Linked DNA regions of Sus scrofa: region 1 is linked to region 2. Evidence: chromatin contacts called from public HiChIP or PLAC-seq data. All regions are on one chromosome and are shown on one strand. Each heading gives the region's core, a stretch centred on a gene start, on an enhancer-like site or on the middle of the called end of the contact. The rest is flanking DNA. Distances are from core to core; before and after follow the strand shown.

Region 1 (2,700 bases), core at 83-2,582, 110 kb before region 2:
CAGCCCCAAAAAGCCAAAAAAAAAAAGAAGGAAAGAAAAATGACCATTTCCCTCCAGGGCCTTCTCAAACTTGTTCCCCTGTCCAGAGGTGTCTCTAGACCCTTGTGAATGGGACAGTCCAGATCCCATGAGGTATGTGCTCCCTTAGGGGAAAATGCTAAGTAGGAACCTCAGAGAGTAAAGTCCTGGCAGTTCAGAGCCTACATGTACTTCCAGGGAGAGAGAGTGACATCTATCCAGCAGAGCAGGCTGAACTGAACACTCCAATGGCAAATGGGAGTGGAAAGGCAGAAATTGGTCAAATCTTCACCCACATTATCCCTGACTGCCTAAGTACTGGCTTTGGTTAATATGGTCCCTTGTCCTGCCAAGATCTGGCCCTTCCAGAGGTAGACCATCCTGTTCAGGAACTCTCGGAGTTCCCGTCATGGTGCAGTGGTTAACCAATCCGACTAGGAACCATGAGGTTGCGGGTTCGGTCCCTGCCCCTGCTCAGTGGGTTAACGATCCGGCGTTCCGTGTTGCCGTGAGCTGTGGTGTAGGTTGCAGACGCGGCTTGCATCCCGCATTGCTGTGGCTCTGGGGTAGGCCGGCGACTACAGCTCTGATTAGACCCCTAGCCTGGGAACCTCCATATGCCACAGAAGCCACCCAAAGAAATAGCAAAAAAAAAAAAAAAAAAAAAAAGACAAAAAAAAAAAAAAAAAGGAACTCTCAAAGGGCAGTTCCATTGTGAACAGATTTCCCTTCCTTTATCATAGCACCTCGGAGTTCCCATTGTGGCTCAGCGAGCTAAGAATTTGGCTAGTAACCATGAGGATGCAGGTTTGACTCCTGGCCTCACTCAGTGGGTTAAGGATTTGGCATTGCCTCGAGTTGTGGTGTAGGTCAAAGATGTGGCTTGGACCCCGAGTTACTATGGCTGTGGTATAGGCTGGCAGATGCAGCTCCACTTCGACCCCTAGCCCAGGAACTTCTATATGCTGCAGGTGTGGCCATAAAAAGAAGGAAAAAACAAAAAAAACCATAGCACCTTAAGCCCTCCCACCCCCAAAGTGCACCCATTTGTCCCTCCAGCTCCAGCCTGGATTGGCTCTGAATGGCTCTCTGGACATGTTCTCCGGGTTCTTACTCTCCCACTCCAAATTCCTGTCCACCACTTGCTGCCTGCTTCCTTTCTCCCTCTCAGTTTTCAGTTTCTCCCTGAATGCTTCTTTGAATCTCAGCCTCTAGGTGCCAAGGAAGGGGAGTCCCTGGGCAGACTAATCCCTGACCCAGACAGCTTCCTGGGAGAATCCCAAAGACCTTTGCCTCCCCTTCCTGAGCCTCTGGGCAAGGAGGGAGGGATCTTGGTTCCAGGGTCTTGGTACCCCCTGTGCCATTTGAGCTGCTTGCGTTCATCATCTCTATTAATAACCACCCTCCCTCCCCCACTGCCAGTGCTGCCCCCACGCCTGCCCAGCTCGGGTTCTCCCGTCACAGCAGCTCAGTCCTCCAAAGCTGCTGGACCCCAGGGAGAGCTGACCACCGCCTGAGCAGCCGGTAAGTCTCCAGCTTTATGACCAGAGGGGTCGGAGCCCACTCCATGAACTGCTGTGTCTGTGTCTATAACAGTGACCCTTGGTCCTGGGGCAGTTGCCCTCCTCCCCCATCTATACTCAGCTCTCAGTTGTCCAGCTCAGGGGAGCCACGAGAGTTGGAAGGAGAAGGGCCCAAGAGGGTGGGGGGAATGGAGATGATGGGGGAGGCCCTGGAGGAATAAGAAAGGGGTCTGGGATACTGGATGGGAAATAAGAACCTGGTTGCTGCTGAGAGAGGTACAGGGAGAGTCCATTTAGCAATTCCTGGATTCTGGCCTCACCAGACCCCACTACGCTAGTAGAATTGCATATGAGTTTTGAGACAGGACTCAGCAGAAAACAGCATTTTGCTGAGTGCCAACTTCTGTGAAGGAGGGGCTGGAATCTGTATTTTTCCCCAGCTTGTCCCCCTCCACGGCCAGATCCTATTATTATGGCCTGTCCTCCTTGAATTTCCCACTGCTATGGTATTGCTGAATTGACATGCAGCAGAGTTCACATGTTCCCTGACCTCCCTCTCCACTCCAGTTCTGGGGTCTGGGGGGCGGGGAGTGACTGAAAGGGAGCAGGAACATTGCTGTGACCTCCCAGGCCATGATCCAGCTGGCCGAATGGAGGGACAATAACCTCTCCTTCCTATGGAGAATGTTTTTGGCTGGATCATGTCAACACTGGCAGGACATTTTTTTCTGCTCCACTCCCCCACCCCCCGGGACTTGGTGAAGAGTGAGAGACCAGAGTTTGGAATGACATTCCCAATCTGAGAGCCCCCTGCAAATAAAAACTTCAAATCATGCCAAACCTGTGAAACCTGGTCGCATCGCCCTGCCTGTATTAATTTGTTTGTTTTACCCCCAGCCTCCCAATACACATTGTTGTTCCTAAGCCTTGCACCAACTCTTTGTAAAAGGGCTGAAAAAAGGTTGGTAGAAGGTAGGGGGAGGGGGTGCATCTATGCTTTCTGCCCTGCTTCCCAAGAAGAGAAGCCCTAAAGCAACGAGTTTTCACCTTTTAGGGGAATATATGTTTCCTTGAAAATCTAATGAAATTTTGCTCCCTGAAGTCCTTAAGCACTGCCTTACTGTAGACACTGCCACCTCCCCCTACATTCCTTGTCCAT
Region 2 (2,700 bases), core at 125-2,624:
TTTTTTTTTTTTTTTGGTCTTTTTAGGACCACACCTGAGGAATATGGAGGTTCACAGCCTAGGGGTCGAATTGGAGCTATAGCCGCTGGCCTATGCCACAGCCATAGCAACACCGGATCTGAGCTGCATCTGTGACCTACATACAGCTCACGGCAACGCCGGATCCTTAACTCACTGAGTGAGGTCAGGGATTGAACCTGTGTCCTCATGAATGCTAGTCAGATTTGGTTTCCACTGAACTACAATAGGAACTTCCAGATTGTTCCTTTTAAGGGCTTCTTACCCTTTACTTAGTTTATCAGCAGGAAATTTTTATTTGTGGGACCAGCTGATAAATAACTTTTGAAACTTGAGAGTGTTCTTTATTTTTTCCCAACTTTTCTGACTCTCCTGTGATAGGCCCCAGCAAGAAAATATTGTTAAAAGGTATGAAGAAACATTATGACCTTACCAGTAGGCCATTATCTGTCTTACTTTTTGCCAAATTTTGCCTTTTTAGGTTCATTTCTGATGATTAATGTGGACTGGCAAAAAATCTTAGCTGAAGGGTAGAGAAGCAAGTCAGTAGCTTAATTAAGAAATGATGGAGTCTGCTGAGAGATAATGTGAGAGGGTTGACTATGTGACTGTTCTTTCCTTTCTCCTCTTTCCCCACAGCTGTTTTTCAGAGTGACAGATGACCGGGCCAAGCAGTCTGAACTGTACTTAGTCGGAATGATCTGTTACTATGGCAAACATTATTCTACATTCTTTTTCCAAACAAAGATCCGCAAATGGATGTATTTTGATGATGCTCACGTCAAGGAGGTAGGAATATTTAAGCCCTTCTTGACATGTTTGGTGACTGGAACAAAAAACTACAGTTATTTGTCTTCAGTGATTCATTTTCATAATTTTAACGTCTGCCTATCTATTGAATTTATGAGAGTATCAGTCCTGTCTTTAACAACAGAGTAATAAGATCCTTGAGGATAGGAGCAGTATACCTTCTACTGTTTTTTATAAACCCCTACATCAAACATTCAGCATAGTTTTGTATCTAGAGTGAAAAGGCTTTTTGAAAAATATGTTAATTGGTTGGTTTAAGCAAAGACAATCTAATGCCTCAAGTTAGGTCATAAGCTTAGCACGAAGTTCAAAATTCCAAATCTTGGAATTAATAGTGTATAATACTTTGTCTTAGGGCTGTTATGAATTATTCTCTGATTGTTATCTCCCTGAAGTACTCTATCCTAGATTGACAGATACTGTGGAGAAAATAAGGCTATGATGATATTTAAAGCTGGAAACTTGGTACTATCTAAACCACAGAGTCTGTGGCTGAAGTAGTTTGGTTTAGGTGATCTGCCTCAGTAAGGAACCCTCTTTTGATGCCAGTAGCTAGGAGACTGCTGACTATAATCTATACCAATCCATGGATCTTACATAGTGTCTTCCACAAATAGTAAAGTCTTTGTCAAATTCTCTGATTCTCTTCATATCTTTTTTACTGTTTTAATTTTGGGCAACTTACATAAATTCTTTGAGCTTTAGGTTTTTATTTGAAAAATAATACCTGCCTTCTAAAATATGAAATAAGACTTGTATGTAAGTCAAGGCATATAAATGTGTTTCAGTTAAAATAACTCAGTCATAAATTTATTAAATGTCCATTATGAAATAAGCACTATGCTAGTTTTCTGACTCCAAGAGCACATCATCTAAGAATGCGACTGGTTCAAACTTCAGAGAGGATGAGTTTGGGGATTTGGTTGGATTGTTGTTTCCATGGCTATTCTGTCGCTCTTTTCCACTGCCGTGGCAGCACTGAATCCAGCACAAAGCTAAGGCTGAGGGGTTCAGCTGTCTATTCTAAGCAGTTTGACATTTTATGTCCTGCTGTGTGTGAACTCTGAAATGGAATGTCATTTTTCAGTCTGTGAGAGTGTTTCTGCCTGATCTTTAGCTTTATAAAAATGATTTTAATATTTAGGATAAAATTATAAAAATACAGATTTCAAACAAGGACTTTTATTTGATGTCTGTGAAAAGATTGATCACCAAGGCAGCTGAATTCACCTTACATGACATATTCAGCTTTGAGAACTTTTATTCATATTTCACAATTGAATTGATGTTTTACAGAAATGAAAGTAATTTCATTCATTATTCCTATCTCTTATAGGGTTTTTAGTGCTTTCTAAAAGGATTTAACAAAAAAAGACAACAAAAAATTCTATTAAGTTTAGGTCTGAGATCTCCTTTGTTGTCTCTTTGGCCAGCTCTTGTCTTTTCATCTCTTTTATCTTCTTCAAAAATAGAACAGAAAGATATGTGTTGAATTGTGGATATGAAGTATATTTGCCATGCCTTTCTGGTTGTTTCTGATTCAGATTGGGCCCAAATGGAAGGATGTGGTGACCAAATGCATTAAGGGGCATTATCAGCCTTTGCTGCTGCTTTATGCAGACCCCCAGGGTACCCCAGTGTCTACCCAGGACCTGCCCCCCCAAGTTGAGTTCCAGTCATACAGCAGGACGTGCTACGATAGTGAAGATTCAGGTGAGCAGCCTAGCCCTTTACTTTTCCCTCCCCCTCCAACGTGATCACTGGACAGTTGGGTCTCAGCCCTGAGCCTAGCACAGAACCCAGCTTGGAGGAACCCAGTTTCTTTCTTATCCCTGAGATAAGAAAGAAGTGCCAACTTGTGCGGAAGCCCAA

What was found. HiChIP or PLAC-seq counts read pairs in DNA pulled down with a chosen protein or histone mark.
Region 1: a contact with region 2 is called in an H3K27ac HiChIP or PLAC-seq map of skeletal muscle. The contact joins the promoter of MYOZ1 here to the enhancer-like site in region 2. A contact is called at or near these places in 2 of 5 promoter capture datasets (fetal skeletal muscle and liver), 29 of 47 Hi-C or Micro-C datasets (adipose tissue, alveolar macrophages, blood and 15 more) and 2 of 2 datasets of contacts at active chromatin or transcription factors (alveolar macrophages and skeletal muscle).

The regions. Positions count from the first base shown.
Region 1 is chr14:76,451,578-76,454,277 of Sscrofa11.1, reverse strand. MYOZ1 (myozenin 1) reads left to right here and starts at 1,332. Exons shown (of 6, transcript NM_001025222.2): 1 at 1,332-1,542.
Region 2 is chr14:76,341,800-76,344,499 of Sscrofa11.1, reverse strand. It overlaps USP54 (inactive ubiquitin carboxyl-terminal hydrolase 54), which reads left to right. Exons shown (of 25, transcript XM_021072539.1): 9 at 658-807; 10 at 2,373-2,541. Among named protein-coding and RNA genes, the nearest start is that of PPP3CB, 38 kb to the right of the region's middle. Within about 2 kb of position 1,374, at least 1 of the 83 cell types and tissues checked has an H3K27ac peak or open chromatin away from gene starts, as enhancers often do. A contact at or near this core is called in skeletal muscle, where this site is marked.